Linked DNA regions of Rattus norvegicus: region 2 is linked to region 1. A link is a contact called in public Hi-C data. All regions are on one chromosome and are shown on one strand. Each heading gives the region's core, a stretch centred on a gene start, on an enhancer-like site or on the middle of the called end of the contact. The rest is flanking DNA. Distances are from core to core; before and after follow the strand shown. Region 1 holds the start of Agap1 (ArfGAP with GTPase domain, ankyrin repeat and PH domain 1). Region 2 overlaps Agap1 (ArfGAP with GTPase domain, ankyrin repeat and PH domain 1).

Evidence for each region. A called contact is a pair of places that touch in the nucleus more often than the background predicts.
Region 2: a Hi-C map of Schwann cells shows a contact between it and region 1, with 4 times the contacts expected there. The contact joins the enhancer-like site here to the promoter of Agap1 in region 1. A contact is called at or near these places in 11 of 12 Hi-C or Micro-C datasets (the A7r5 cell line, the Rat2 cell line, Schwann cells and 7 more) and 1 of 1 datasets of contacts at active chromatin or transcription factors (oligodendrocytes).

The regions. Positions count from the first base shown.
Region 1 is chr9:97,483,519-97,491,190 of GRCr8, forward strand. It overlaps Agap1 (ArfGAP with GTPase domain, ankyrin repeat and PH domain 1), which reads left to right and starts at 3,888. Exons shown (of 18, transcript NM_001401593.1): 1 at 3,888-4,619. The coding sequence starts at 4,457.
Region 2 is chr9:97,544,239-97,550,872 of GRCr8, forward strand. The region is part of intron 1 of Agap1 (ArfGAP with GTPase domain, ankyrin repeat and PH domain 1); the gene reads left to right. Among named protein-coding and RNA genes, the nearest start is that of Agap1, 60 kb to the left of the region's middle. Within about 2 kb of position 2,018, at least 18 of the 93 cell types and tissues checked have an H3K27ac peak or open chromatin away from gene starts, as enhancers often do. A contact at or near this core is called in Schwann cells, where this site is marked.

The DNA.
Region 1 (7,672 bases), core at 2,638-5,137:
GACCACTTCGAGAGCCATCACATCTCAGGAGACTGAAAGTGCCTCTTATCAATGGACGTTCATGCACAACTTTAAATGCCTAGAAGGACCACTGCATGAGAAATAATCACCACGTTGGGCTGTATTTACTGGAGCTGAACAAATACTCCTGGGGTAGTGTTGACAAGAGAGCTTTATCCAGCACCTACTATGTGCTGGACATGAGGAACGGACCCTGACGGCAACCCTTTACTGTAAGGCACTACAGAATGCCCAAGAGACACATGATTCCCGTCTTCACGACCAATGAAGTTTTTTTTTTTTTTTTTTGTTCTTTTTTTCGGAGCTGGGGACCGAACCCAGGGCCTTGTGCTTCCTAGGTAAGCACTCTACCACTGAGCTAAATCCCCAGCCCCCGCAACCAATGAAGTTTAACAGGGAGACCACTTCTTGGACACCTGCTCTCTATTGGGCACCGTTCCAGGGGCTGAGGATGGGATGGCAGATAGAACTTATGGAATTGCAGTGTTCAGGGACCTTACATCTGAGTCAAGCAAGTAAAGAGTAGTTAGACAGGATCCATGGAAAGAAGAACACTGAGCAAGCGTACTGGTACACTCTACTGCTGTAAAACAATAGCCCAAGTCGATGATCCCATGGTTCCAAAGGTCAGGATGATCCCACAGTTCCAAAGGTCAGAAGTCAAAAGCGTGTTGACACAGCTCTGGCCCTTCTAGAACTTATAAGACAGCTCCAGGGGCCCAATGATATATCCTTAGAAACTAGCGTTCTTTTTACCCACAAGGAGGTGAGGCACTAGTATTGATGAACTGGAATACCACCTTCCACAGGGTATCAGGGAAGGTCTCAGAGAGGGTGGTTTTAGAGTGAATACATGCAGGAAGTGATGAGCGGGTGAAGGCTTTGAGGGAAGATGTTCCTGTCACTGTGTGTTCTCAGAGGACAGCAAGGAGGTCAGGGTGCCTGGAGAGGAGAGGATGGGTTGGAAGCAGAGGTGGTCTAGTGAGAGGGGTACTCTCATGGATGAATTGTGTCCCTCAGATGCCTATGAAGCTCTAAACTCCATGACCCTCAAAAGGGCCATATTAAGAGACCGACTCTCTAAAGAGGCAACTAAGTGGCGATTAGGTCAACAGGGCTGGCTGGCTGGCCCTGATCCAACAGGACTGATGTCATTCAATGAGGAGATTAGAGTGCAGACACAGAGGACATTGGGCAAGGATGCTGGGAGAAAACGTTCATCTCTGAGTTGAGGAGGGGCTCATGGGAGAAGCCAACCTCACTGACACCTGGATCTTACACCTCTTCTGTTTGAGCTGTGTGGTCCGTGGAGCTTTGACATGGTGGCTAGAACTCCTGAGAGTGGGTCCTGTAGCCCAGAGTTCCATCTTTCCTGCCATGGGTCATCTCTACTCTTCTCTGAAGAATATGGACTCTCATGCCCAGGTTCTGCTCATATAGAGCCACCCTGTATCCCCTGGCCCCTGATATAACCCAGTGTGACTTGGAAGTCAGTTTATGGGCATATAAAACCACCACTGTTCTGTCCACCGTTGTTGCTATGCACAATGAAGTCCTGTGTCTTCTAATAGGGTCCTTGGGGCAGGTCAACTTACAAGCTTAGTATGATAATGCACACTGGAGATGTAGCTTGGATGAGGAATGCTTGCCCAGAATAGAGGAGGCCCTGGGGTTTGATTCCCAGCCCAGAATAAACTAGGTGTTGGTAGTACATGTCTATGACCCTAATTACATTTGAGAGGCGTGGGAAAGATCAGAATTTAAGGTTAACCTTGGCTATATAGCAAATTTGAGGCTGGCCAGGGCTGTGTGAGTCTTAAAAAAACGAAACCAAAACTAGAACCAACCAAACAACCTGAAAAACCAAAGCAAACCAAACAACAACACAAGTTGAGGAAATGGAGACTCTGCCCAGCTCTTGGTAAACAAGTAAGCCAGGAGGGCTGGGGGAGCCAGAGAGGATGGGTGGCATAGGAGGGAGGGTTTTGAGCAGAGGAGAGTCAAGGCTTAGGCTTAGAGTCTCACTAGAATTATTTTCTTGAGAATGGTTAGTGAGGAAACAGGAAGAAGGCCTAGGTTAGTTCTCAAACACTAATTCAGAGACTATATAATTAAGCCTTAGCAGAGTGACAGAAAGTGAGCAGATTCTGGCTGGTCCAAAGGCAGAGCTGACGTTCTGGGATCTAAGAGGACACGAGCAGAAAAGACCACACACTGCAGTTTCAGATCAGTGAACAAAGATCTGTACTGCCTGGGACTGGGGTGGGAAGAGGTTCACAGGCATGGGGACGATGTCCGATTTTTATTTTATTTTATTTTATTTTATTTTATTTTATTTTATTTTATTTTATTTTTTTGGTTCTTTTTCTTCGGAGCTGGGGACCGAACCCAGGGTCTTGCGCTTCCTAGGTAAGTGCTCTACTATTTTATTTTTTTAAAGCAGGGTCTCACCTTGAGTCCACAGCAATCCTCTGGTTTCGGTCTCTTGAGCGCTGAGACTACAGGATGTCCAACATGAGAAAAGTTATGTTCAACCCAACAGTTGGATGTGAAGAGGAGGGGGATGTGAAGAAGATAGGTTTGGGACAGAACATTTAGTCTCATCAACTTCTATACGGTATTCAAAGCCATAAGAGAGGCAAATAAAACAGGTCTAAGGACTAGTCCCAGGGTCATCCATATTTAAAGCTTAGGGAAGTACAAAGGAACCCCCAAAGAGATCGAGAAGCCAGATGTGAAGCAGGGGAGGCCCTGGAACTACTTCACAAAGAGTTGGGGTTTCAAGGTGAAGTAGGGACGAATTGCTTACAGTAGGATGAACCCACATGCCAGTATCTCTACTAGCGTCACTCTAAGGGCAAAGTCAGAGGCAAGTCACAGAACAAGTCAGGGCCTCTGTTGTGTTAGGGACAAGGAAGGCGGAACAGTACACCTACCTGACAAATACTGGAACCCGGAAGAGTTCCAAGAGCCAAGAACTAGACTGCCTGGGTCCCTGGGCTGTCCATTAGCTTACATTTGAACCTGGTAGGGCACAGGACATTTGAATGTTTATGAAACACCCCTGCACGGCGAGACAGGGACTCTGCCACAGTGCATTGATCTAGGACCTTTAAGGCCTCGGACTCACCCTGAATTCTTGGAAATTTACAACCTAATTCACTCGGAGACGTTGGGATGACCTCTCAGCTGCAGTGCGGTCCAGCTTCATGAGCTCCTGGACTGAGCTAAAGTAGGGTAGTGTTGAGCGCTCGGAGGGCTGTGGCTTGGAGGCTACAACTCAGTTGTGCAACCTTTTCGTGGAGAAGCCTAGAAGACCCCGTGGAATCCCGTCCCACCTACCATCCCCGCCTCAAGTTCAGTTTCTTGATCAGGACCCCGTGTATCCCATGGGAAGGGAAGTAACTCGCCTGCTGGGTTCAGAAAAGGAGGCAGAAAGTTGTCAGGCGGGGGAGGGGACCCTGCGTGTCGCAGAGGTTCCTTAAGCGCTCTGCTGGCAAACAAACAAAAGCGCGGGGCGGGCGGGCTCGCGCGCCACCTTGTCCGTACGGAGGCGCTGGGGCTGGCACGGGGCAGTGGGGATAACAGAGAGGGCCCAGGGCTCTCAGCACTCAGATCAGCAGGCTTTAGGGGCGTCCGGGCATCCCGCGGGGCCCGCCCAGTGCGCTGCGACGCGAGCGCAGAGCGCACCCCACGCGCGCGGGCCGGTCGGCGCGATGGACTACAAGTCCCAGCAAGCCCAGAGGCAGCGCGGGGCGGGGTCTGGCGCAATTCCCCGGGATCCGGCGCGCTGGGAAGCGCCGCGGAGGACGCAGCGGCGGCCGGAGGGCGGCGAGCGCGGGCGGGGGCGGGGCCGACGTGGGCCAGAGCCCTGCGTGCCAGGGAGGGGGCTGGCCGGGCAGCGGCGGGCGGCGCTCGGAGCGGTCTCCGCGGCTGGCAAGGCGCCCACAGCTCGGTCTCGGCTCGGCGGACGGCGCAAGGCAGCTGAGGGCCCCGGAGCGCGCGGTAGCACAGCGCTCACAAGCGCGCGGACCCAGCCGCAGCCGTGCGCCCCGGAGCAGAGCGGCCACTGCCCGGGGGCCTCGGCCCCGGCACTCGCAGCGCGGCGCTGCCTGCGCTTTAATGGCTGCTCGGCCGGCCGGCGCGTAGGGGTGCAGGCGGCTGCGGCGCGGGAAGGCGCCCGAGCAAGCCTCCTCCGCGGCCGGCCGCGCTCCATGGCGCCGCGGTCTCCCCGGACGGCCCGCTGACCCGGGACGCTGGTCCCTGGCATGAACTGAATCCCTCTACTGCTTCATCCTCGGCTTTCTTTTTTGCGCCTCCTCGGCTCCGTGCTCTCCGGGGGCTGCGGCGCCCCGGGTCTCGGTAGCCCGCGGGGCTCCGGGGCGCGGGGCGGCGGCGACGGGGGGCGCGCGGCTTTGGGCGCCGCGCCTGCACCATGAACTACCAGCAGCAGCTGGCCAACTCGGCTGCCATCCGGGCCGAGATCCAGCGCTTCGAGTCGGTTCACCCCAACATCTACTCCATCTACGAGCTGCTGGAGCGCGTGGAGGAGCCGGTGCTGCAGAACCAGATTCGGGAGCACGTCATCGCCATCGAAGGTGAGGGCCAGACCGCCCGGGGCTTCTGGAAAGCGCGGGGGAGCGGGCGCCCCTGGCGCGGCGGGGTGTGTGCGCGCTTGTGTGTTTGCGTGTATACACACGCGGCTGCCCGGCGGAGAGAGCACTGCGGTGCCTCTTGTCCCGCAAGGCCGGCCAGTCTGCCAGGGAAGATGGATTATCGGCGTTCATTTGATAATGGACAATGGAGTCTCTCCTGTGAGAAAGTGGCACGGTGCCGCCAGGTCCTGGGCCTCCCGCATGTCCCGTCCGGGCCCAGCAGACGCCTGGGGGCAGCTGCTTGGGATGGCGCCACAGGATCCATGACAGGTTATCAGGCCTGGCCTGAGCGTCTTCCATGGACGTTGAAGATGTGTTTTGAGAAGCGCTGCTGCTGGGGGTGCTGTTCTGGCCAGCTTATTCAGTTGCTTCACGGCTGTCTTTTTTTCCCAGTTCGCGGATACAGGGGAGGCATTTGGATTTGGCGCATGTAGGAAGCCAATGGGACCGAGGCAGCATCATGTCCCAGTGCTGCTGATCAGGCTGGCCTTGTACAAACGCTGGGCGTTTTGCATTAAAGTCAAAGTATAACCTTTTTAGGGAGGCAGGACACCTTGATATTCTCTTGCTGAAGGGGGCACTTTAATACACCTGCCACTTGGGAGCTACCCAAGAGGAGGAAAAGTGAATGATCCTGCTGTCTTTAAGCCTGTGTTTGCCTGGAACACTGTTCTAACCCCTCAGTGTCAGCCAGGGCAGTATCGCTGCAGGGGAGGATGGAGCTGGCAGCTTTGCCCTGGCCTGTGTTCTCTTTGGACTACCAATGGCTCACGTTTCTCCCCTACTAGGTCCCTGAACTGTTTCCTTGGATTGTTTCTCTGGGCCTGCCATCATTTACCTGGGGGAGCAGGTGGCATCTAAGTGGGCAGTGTGTCATAGTTCAGCCAGTAGATTAGCAGCCTGTCCTCTTGAGTTGCTGTTGGCCAGTGACAGTAGAAGGCCTGCAGGTGGCTTGTCCTAGTATAATACTGTGCCTGCCAAAGGCTGGTGAGGCCTCTATTGAGGACCACAGGAGCTCTCCAAGTCCAGCAGGAGTGTGTTCAGAAGCAGGTGCAGGTACGTCCTGGGCTCCTCCCCCTGCTGTGAGACGCCTCTGCCCCCAGGAAAGCTTGGCTCCTCTGCCTTCTGAACTTCTAACCCTGAAGTGTTTGGGTTTAAAACTTGGCTGCTGGGATGGAGATGGTGGAGGCTCTGTTGCTGATCCTCTTGGCATTTGGCAGCCTCGTGTACTTGAACCACATCCCAGGCAGGCTGGAAGCTGACTAACTCTCCACAGGATATATTGTAATTCTAGGGGAGGGTCCAGGCAACCTCCATCCTTAAGAGGGACTGGCTCTCAGTGCACCTGGGCCCCCTGAGTGGTCACGGTTGCCTGTGGTGGCTTCAGATGCTTCCAGACCCATTAAGAACCATGGCTTCTGTGTGGCATTGGAGTCTTGCAGTGTTGTGGAGGGCACTGTCTTCCCCTCAACTCCCCAGCTGATGGTGAGGAGATAGAGCTGATGGGTTCCTCTGAGAGCAGTGTGTGAGTCCCTGTCAGAAGTGCTGAAAGGTTCTCGTGTTTCTCTCAGATGGCTGCTCAGCTCTGTGGCTGCACATACAGAAGTCTGATGAAACCCTTTGAAAGCGGGTGCCAGGAATGGAATGCACCTGACTGGAGCTCCTGGCTCTGGAGGAGAGGAGGACCTCCAGCTGAGTGTGACTCATTTCCCATTCTTAAAGCTACACTCTAGGGTCTTGTTAGTGAGAGGATGTTCTTTCGTTTCTTTTTTTTTTTTTAATTGTTCTTCCACAATGATCTCCTCTTGATGGCTTGATACTCACCTTAATAATAGGGGCCCTTTTGGGTAGCCGTTGTCATTCTCAGTGGAACCCGAGCTAATGGGTGGCTCACGCTGGAGTCTCTGGTAGTGCTCTTATTTTGCTTAGGACTAGGAATGCCCACATTGTGCCAAGTCTGTAGTAAACTCAGTGAGCCGGGAGAAACGGTCGTGTCTGCCTCTGTACTTTGTGCTCTCTGCTACAGCGGCACACAGCACATTTGTGGAGAACTTGAGGACCGATGTTTTGGCATTCACAGTGGCCCCCGTCCCTCAGAGGAGGAGGTGGAGGTATGGGAGGGTGATGACCTCTGGACTGAGGGGTCAGTCGGGCCCTGGTCAGTCTCTGTCTTCCCAAAGCATCCCTCTTTCAGGACCTCACCGTGCCCCTTGTAATTAAACCCTAATTTGTGTGTTATAACGGAATGGCCTTCCCATGCCAGTTTTAAGACATGGGGAGGATCTTAGATCTGCTTCTTTGATGTTCAGCATGGTGAGAGGGTTGCCAAGTGTGGTGGCATGATGGTTGTGGGTGAGAAGAGAACAAACATTTTTTATTGAGAACTTCACACATGCATGTGTGTGTTTTGATCGTCTCTACCTCCCAGTCACTTCCCAGTTTCTCCTCCCAACTTCATGAGCTTCCTCGCTCTCCCTGCAGTTGAAAACATGCGGAGTCCATTTAGTGCTGCTGTGTTTATGTGCACGGGGGATAGGAGCATTGGTTGTTCTTTTAGGGGCTGCATCCTTGAAGGAAACTGACTCTTCCTCCCCAAAGCAGTCATCAAGTACCAGGAGCTCCTCAGCTGGGGTGAGCCTTTCCCCATTTGTGCTGGGACCCTGGCAGCCTTGGTCTTGCGAACGCTGTCACAACTGGCATTTGTTCATGTGCCCAGTGCTGTCATGTACAGCAAATCCTGTTTCAGTGTAGACATCCACTGTCATCTTTCTGACTGACCTCTCCTCTGCAGTGATCCCCGAGCCTTGGTGAGAGGGAGCAAGTATTACACAGGTGTTCCATGTAGAGCTGGGCACTCCCCTGTGTATCGACCAACTGTGAGTGTCTATTAATCTCTCCTGTAAAAAGCTTCTGTGATGAGGGTTGAGAGGTGTACTAATCTAGGGGTATAAAGATTAATTTAGGGAGCAGTTTATTATTATGTCCATGTAGTAGAA
Region 2 (6,634 bases), core at 768-3,267, 59 kb after region 1:
CATGCTCCTGTCCCTTTGTCTACACCAAGGCCTCTGTCCCAGCTCATATTTCACCTGCCTGGGATGTAGCCACCTTCTTCATCTGGGCCAGAAGTATGACAGGCCTTCTAGAGACCTCACAGCCCTATTAGCTGCCTCTAATGAGGACCTACTGTGTGCTCAGCATGTGTTGCAAGGGTGAGAGGGACCAGCCTGGGAACCTCCTGGTGCTGACTGCATTTGTTTTAGGGTACGGATAAATACATATGCATAAGCAGACAGCTCCTGGGGCTGCCCTTGTACCCATTCAGGCTTGCAGGTGCTCTTGCCTGTGTTTCATTGCAGGTGTCTTGTTTTCAAAGGTATGCTCTCTTCACTGACTCCTTCCACTACGTTCTACTTGTTTTTCAAAGGAAAGCCCATTCTTGGTGTGACTTAGTCCGTGTGTGCAGTGTTTTGTCAAGCAATATAATTACAGTTAGTCTTATTAAAACCCATTTGAGCAGTCGGCGTAATGTTTAGTTAAGCTCTGTAATTAACTGTTAGAAGGAAACGTAAGTTTGGAAACAGGACTGTTGGTCTTAAGGTCTGGGTCCTCTGGTGGTGTGGAAGGATGTGGATGTGACCAGCATCACCCACCAAGGTGAGCTTGGCGGCTGTATGGTAGGAAGACAAGAGACCTGGTTAACATGCTCTGTTCTGGATGGTAGAGCTGGTGGCTTTACCCTGTGCAATGTATGTTTCTAAAGTCCATTTACGCCCAGTGCCCATCACTGAGACCAGCTGGGAGGCTGTCACCTTCCGCCCTAGGACTGGAGCCAGCTCCAGAGGCTTTGGCGATCTTTCCAGCTTTCCCCAGTGCTTACACAACCTCTTCTCTCAGAGGCCTGTCCTCTGTTGGCACGGGGCCTCTTGCTGGTTCCCTGGGTTCTCAACTATTGCCTTCCTGGAAGGCCGACCTGGGTTTCTTGAGGTTTTAGCCCATGGAGCTGGTGTTAGGTCAGCTGTCTCTAAAAGTTGCTATTGGTTCCCAGCAGGAGTCCATGCTGGGGATTTAGTTAGCGAATGTGTTTTGAAACCTGCTCCTTAAGCCTTTTTAAGCTTAACAGAAACAGCCATGATGGCGGCAGGAGAGTTGCCTCTGTGCTTAGGAGCACTTGGTGCTTTGCAGAGAACCTGGATTCAATTCCCAGCACCCAGGTGGTTCAGAATCATCCGTAACTCCAGTCCAGGAGATACTAACTACACCCTCTTCTAACCTCCACGGACACCAGGCACATCTATGGTGTGCGTGAGAGAGAGAGAGAGAGAGAGAGAGAGAGAGAGAGAGAGAGAGAGAGAGAGAGAGAGAGAGAGAGAGTGTGTGTGTGTGTGTGTGTGTGCGCAAAACACTCATATGAGTAAAATAAAATAATCCAAATAATAAAATTGAAAGGCAAAAAGCAAAAACCAGTCATTAAGTCCACCTTGCTTTGGTCACCAGGCAGGAAGCCTGGGCAGAAAAGCTGCCTCCCCTTAGTGGGATGGTGTAAGGGGACTGAGGTAATTGTGTGTTAAGATGTCATTGTTGTTTTACTAAACACATAACCTGTGTAATGAGATGAAGTTCCCATGTGTTATCTGATCAAGTGAATTGCAGCTGTGAGCATGGGTGTTTATGTCTGGGTTGCTTCAGCAGTAGCGATCGGCCACTCTGTACTCTGCACTGCCATGACTAGACTACCAGACAGAAGCAGTGTTGGGGCAGGGGGCTTTATTCTTGCTCATGGTTTTTGAGAGGTGTCCATTATAGTGAAAGGTGCTGTGCTGAGGGACTCAGTTCCTGGCTGTGAAAGTCTGTGGCAGTGACTGTTCATCTGTTGTTGATGGATCAGGATTCACAGGGCGTGGCCTGTTTCAGGATGTGGAGTGTGGATAGCCTTCCCTGGCCCCTTGACCTTGAGTTCTCACTAACTTGCAGGAACATCCATCCCTCAGTGGACACTGGGAGAGCCCTTCCTGCCAGTCACTGGGCAGAGCACATGGCACTGAGGAAAGGCCCTTTGGTTTCTGAAGGGACTTAAGATCCAGAATATGTTGGGCAAACCCAGGAGGGATAAAAGGAGGCACCCAGCTGTGTGGGTCCCGCCTTTGGTTTACAGGGTGATGTGCAGATGAATTGGGGGTAGGGGGGGCGATGGATGGTTCATTGTTCTTCCAGCTGCTAGAGGCCCTGTAGCCTATAACTCGTTATCACCGAGTGTTCTGAACGGTACTTGGCGTGGTGGGGGCTTTAGTTACTTGCATTTTAGTTTGCTTTAGAGGACATCAGGTGGTACTGCTTACATGGAGAAGACTTGAAAGGAGGAGGTGTCCAGCAGGGCGGCAGTAGAGATGGGGTTGAGTGTGGCAGGTGTGAACACTCCCCACCCCCACCGCGATCCTCCCTGTAGCTCCTGCCCTGCCTTGCTTCTCTGCTTCAGTGAGCAGTGAGTGGAACTCACTCACCCTGAGGGCAGGGGCACTGCTAGTGGATCAGCTGCAGAAGTCAGAAGACCGGTCGGTCGGTCCGGGCAGCTGGAGAAAAGCTTCCAGAAGGTAGCAGACAGCTGGGGGTGGTTAACCACGGACGCCTTTGTAGAAACCCTCCATCTAGCTTTCCCCTTTTTATACATCAGTGTATGGAGACTTTCTTCTGGAAGTTGCAGAGGTCCCTTTCTCTCTGTAAAATCACTAACTCTTTCCTGGGTGTAGGAAGGCAAGCCTGTCTTCTCTGAACAACCTGCTGAAATCGGATAAAGCCATCCCTTTTCCTTTGTGTCTTCATAAAAGATGTGGAGCAGTGATAACTGAAGTCCACACTGAACCTCACACAGCTTCTGGGCCCTCCTCCTCCATCCCGGACTCAGATTTCTGTAGGTGGCACTGTGCATGGGCTTGCATAGCTGCTGCCTCATCTCAGGTCCATCCCAGTTCTGGATCCTTCCACAGACATGCCCCTGCCACTCAGCTGTAAACACTAAGCTCCACCTCTTCATCCTCACCGAGCAGGATTTATGTGGCCACCCTGCCTGGGCTCTCTAAAGTCTGTTTGTTGGAAGTGGAACCACTGATGTCATTTACCCCCTTCTGGTAGTCGCACAGAAGAGCAGCACGAAGCAGTGTGGACTTGACTACACTGTTGAATCTGCCAATTGATGCACATCCTTTTAGTTGGAATGAGCTGGTTCCATTGGCGCTGAGTGTGCGCTCTCCTCAGTCCTGGTTGCACTACAGCATTAGCTCCAGCCTCATGGTGCAGGCGCTCTTAGCTACATGCGGCTGGCTGCTGTGGTGTCAACTTCAGCTCGGAGCCCTTGCCAGAGGAACTGCTGCCTGCTCACCTGAAGTGCTCTCATATCCCTGGCTGCTTGCAGGATGGTGGTGTCTGAGAGTCCCTTGCTGCCTAGAATGTGGCTGTGCAGATGGCACCCGGCAGGCAGTTAGCTGTGACTTCTTCCTCCTGTGAACTCTGAGCATCCCCAGCATTGGCCAAGGGAGAGTGTGTGTCGTCATCACCTCGATGGCTCTGCTAATTGAGCCAGTGAACAAAAAGTGCATTCAGCAGCCTTGTTTGCAGCCCTCCTCCAGGAGAGAGTAGGTTTGCTATTCCTGACATTCGATCCCCCTTTTCAGTGCTGCACAAAAGCCTCATGTCTGTAGGCTTGGACCTAATAGATTTCCCTTTGTACTGAAGGGAAAGACAAAGCTAGCAAGGCCTGGACAGGGTGGGCAGGGTGGGCTCTCTCTCTCTCTCTCTCTCTCTCTCTCTCTCTCTCTCTCTCTCTTCCACCTCTCTCCTCCCACTCTGTCATATCTGTGTGTATACATGTGGTTGGGCTAACGTGTGTATGCACGCACACACAACACACGTCTCTCTCTGTGTGTGTATAAGTTTGAGGGAAAGAGGAGGATCTTGGAACAGAGAAGAGAGCTCTGTGTGCAGAGGGCTTGATCTGCACGGTGTTAATCAAGATTAGCCCTCATGAGAAGTAGTTCTCAGTGTTGTTCTGACTGGAGGTTGGAGGACCCAGGTAAAAGCAGAATCTCAGAGGAAGCAGGATCCTGGGAGCTGCCCAGAGGTCAGTGGTGCAGGATGCATAGGTGTGGGAGCTCTGGTCTTAAGGAACCATCAGACAGGCCCTGGCTGAGTCACACCCCTCATGTTCTGTGGCAAGGACCCATGGCTAAGGGTTTGGGGAGAAGCCAGTGGGTGAGGCTTCTTTCTATCAAATGACTGGACAGGGGTGGCACATGCCTTTCATCCCAGCACTTAGGAGGCAGAGGCAGAGCTCTGTGAGTTCCAGGATAGCCTAGTCTTCAGAGTGAGTTCCAGGTCAGCCTGTCTTGAAAAACCCCAAAATAAAAAACCAAACCAACCAAACAAGTAAACAAACAAACAAAATGTATCAAATACATTAATTGTGGGCAAGTTCTCTACAACCAGTCTCAAAGAATTAATGAAAGTATTACATTGTATAAAAAGAACTGTAGTAAGCAGAACTCTATAAATGTAATTATGGTTAATGGACTGTATGTTAAAAAATGGCTAGGATGGTGAATTTTATTGTTATGTTTATGTTATATTTGTCACATTTTTTTATTTTTTTATTTTTTTTATTTGTCACATTTTTAAAAAGTTGTTTAAATAAATTTTTATGTTTTGGCACAATGCTTTTCAGTGTTTAGGGTCTGCAGTATACACAGGTCTGCCAGACGTGCAGGGAGAAGCAGGTGTATAATTTTGAGTCTTTTCATCTCTCTACCTTCTGGAGGTCCTGTGAGAGTTTGGAGTTCTGTCATGAAATGACTGACCTTCAGAGATTCATCCCTTTTTGAGTCAGCTAGGCAAGAAAGTGAAGTAAAGCCACTGTGGTGAAAGTCAGCAGCCAGGGCAGTGTGCTGATGTCCCAGGTTCCTGTTCAGGAGGGAAGATGTTAGGGGAGGGATCAGGAAGAGCTGTATTCACTTGTCAGACTAGAGCTCAGGGTGCATAGCATTCAGGCAGCTAGGCAGAGGCAAGGCAGGGTGCTCGCCTAAAGCCTTCCTGAGGAGCAAGGCCACCTACCTTACGGATGGACTTCCTGGCCTCCAGAGCTGTCAGAGTAGATGGCCATTGTTTCAAGCCACCTGGGTTGGTTCACTGTTGAAGGCCTAAACCTCCAGCTGTGCACATGTGTCCATAACCGCTACAGCCGCAGAGTCCGCATCTCCGTGCCCTCGCCTCGGCACCTCTGCCGCTCTGCGTCTCTGTGCTGACTTCTCAGAGGAGTGCCAGAGGCCACTGGGTGTCCTGTACTTACCAATCTGGCACGGCCCAGCCAGGGCTCCAAGAAGCCCCTGGCAGACACTGTGCATCGGTTTTCTCCTCTTGACTGGAGCTTCTCGCCCCTTCTTTTTTCCTCTCTGATCAGGACTCTGGATTCCTTCCAGAAGTGGCTGTGTTAGTTCTGGACCCCTTCCTCCCATTTGTCTGGTCATTTGTCACACTAGCTGGCCATTCAGATGTCACTCTGTAGCCTTCTGAATGCATGTGTGGCCTCAGCCAGCACAATTTGTTACCTTAAATAAAGCTCTGGGACCAGGAGTGTAAGGAGTATTCCGGGACTGAATCGAAAAGGTTGTGGTCCTTCAATGGAGTTCACACTGGCTTCTTCCGGCTGTCTCTGCCTTGGCTTACAGTTCTGGTTCTCCCTCTGTCTCTACAGCTGCATACTCCTCTCAGACCCTCACACACCTCCCTGCCCTAATGACTCTGAGGGTTACTTTGGGTCACTGCATGGCTCAGAGTCATCAAAAAAGCCTCAGCCCAAAATCTTTAACCTACATACTTGTGGGAAGTGACTGTCTCGAGAAGCCGTAGATTCTCAGGCTCTGTGCTCCATAGCTCTCTGAACATCTGCATTCTCTTAACTCTACCTTTACTTAAAGGCATGTAGGTAGAATCCAGCAGCAGTGTTCTGCGTCCCACACGTCTTCAATGCCCACCAGTGTCTTCCTGCTGTGCTGTTGGTTCACTGTGTGCAGACAAGGCAGAAAGAAAGGCGGGCTCCTTGTCTGGGTCTCCTGGACAAAGCAGAGGTCACCGGAGAGTTGCTGTGCCACTAGAGTGTTGTAGATGTCAGTCCCGTTCTTGTGTTAGATGGTGGCAGCTGCCACTTGGGCCTGTTCAGAGAGTTTCTGACAGATTAGGCATGGGGTGTGTACTGGCTAGCTGTATGTGAACCTGACACAAGCTAGAGTCACCAGGGAGAAGGGAACCCCAATTGAGAAAACGCCTCCATAAGATCTGGCTGTAGGGCATTTTCTTAATGATCAGTGGGCGAGGGCCCAGCTCACTGTGGGCGAAGCCACCCCTGGACTGAAGGTCCTGGGTTTTATAAGACAGCAGGCGGAGCGAACAGTAAGGAGCAAACCTATAAGTAGCACCTCTCATGGCATCTGTGCCTTCAGGGTTCTGCCCTGCGTGAGTTCCTACCCTCACTGCTTTTCATGACGAACATGGAACTCTGAGCCAAATAAACCCTGTCCTTCTAAGTTGCTTTGGTCATGGTGTTTCATCACAGCAACGTTAACCCTAACTTGGACAGGGTGTGAAACAAGGGAGGTTTGGAACAGTAATGACCAACTGGTTAAA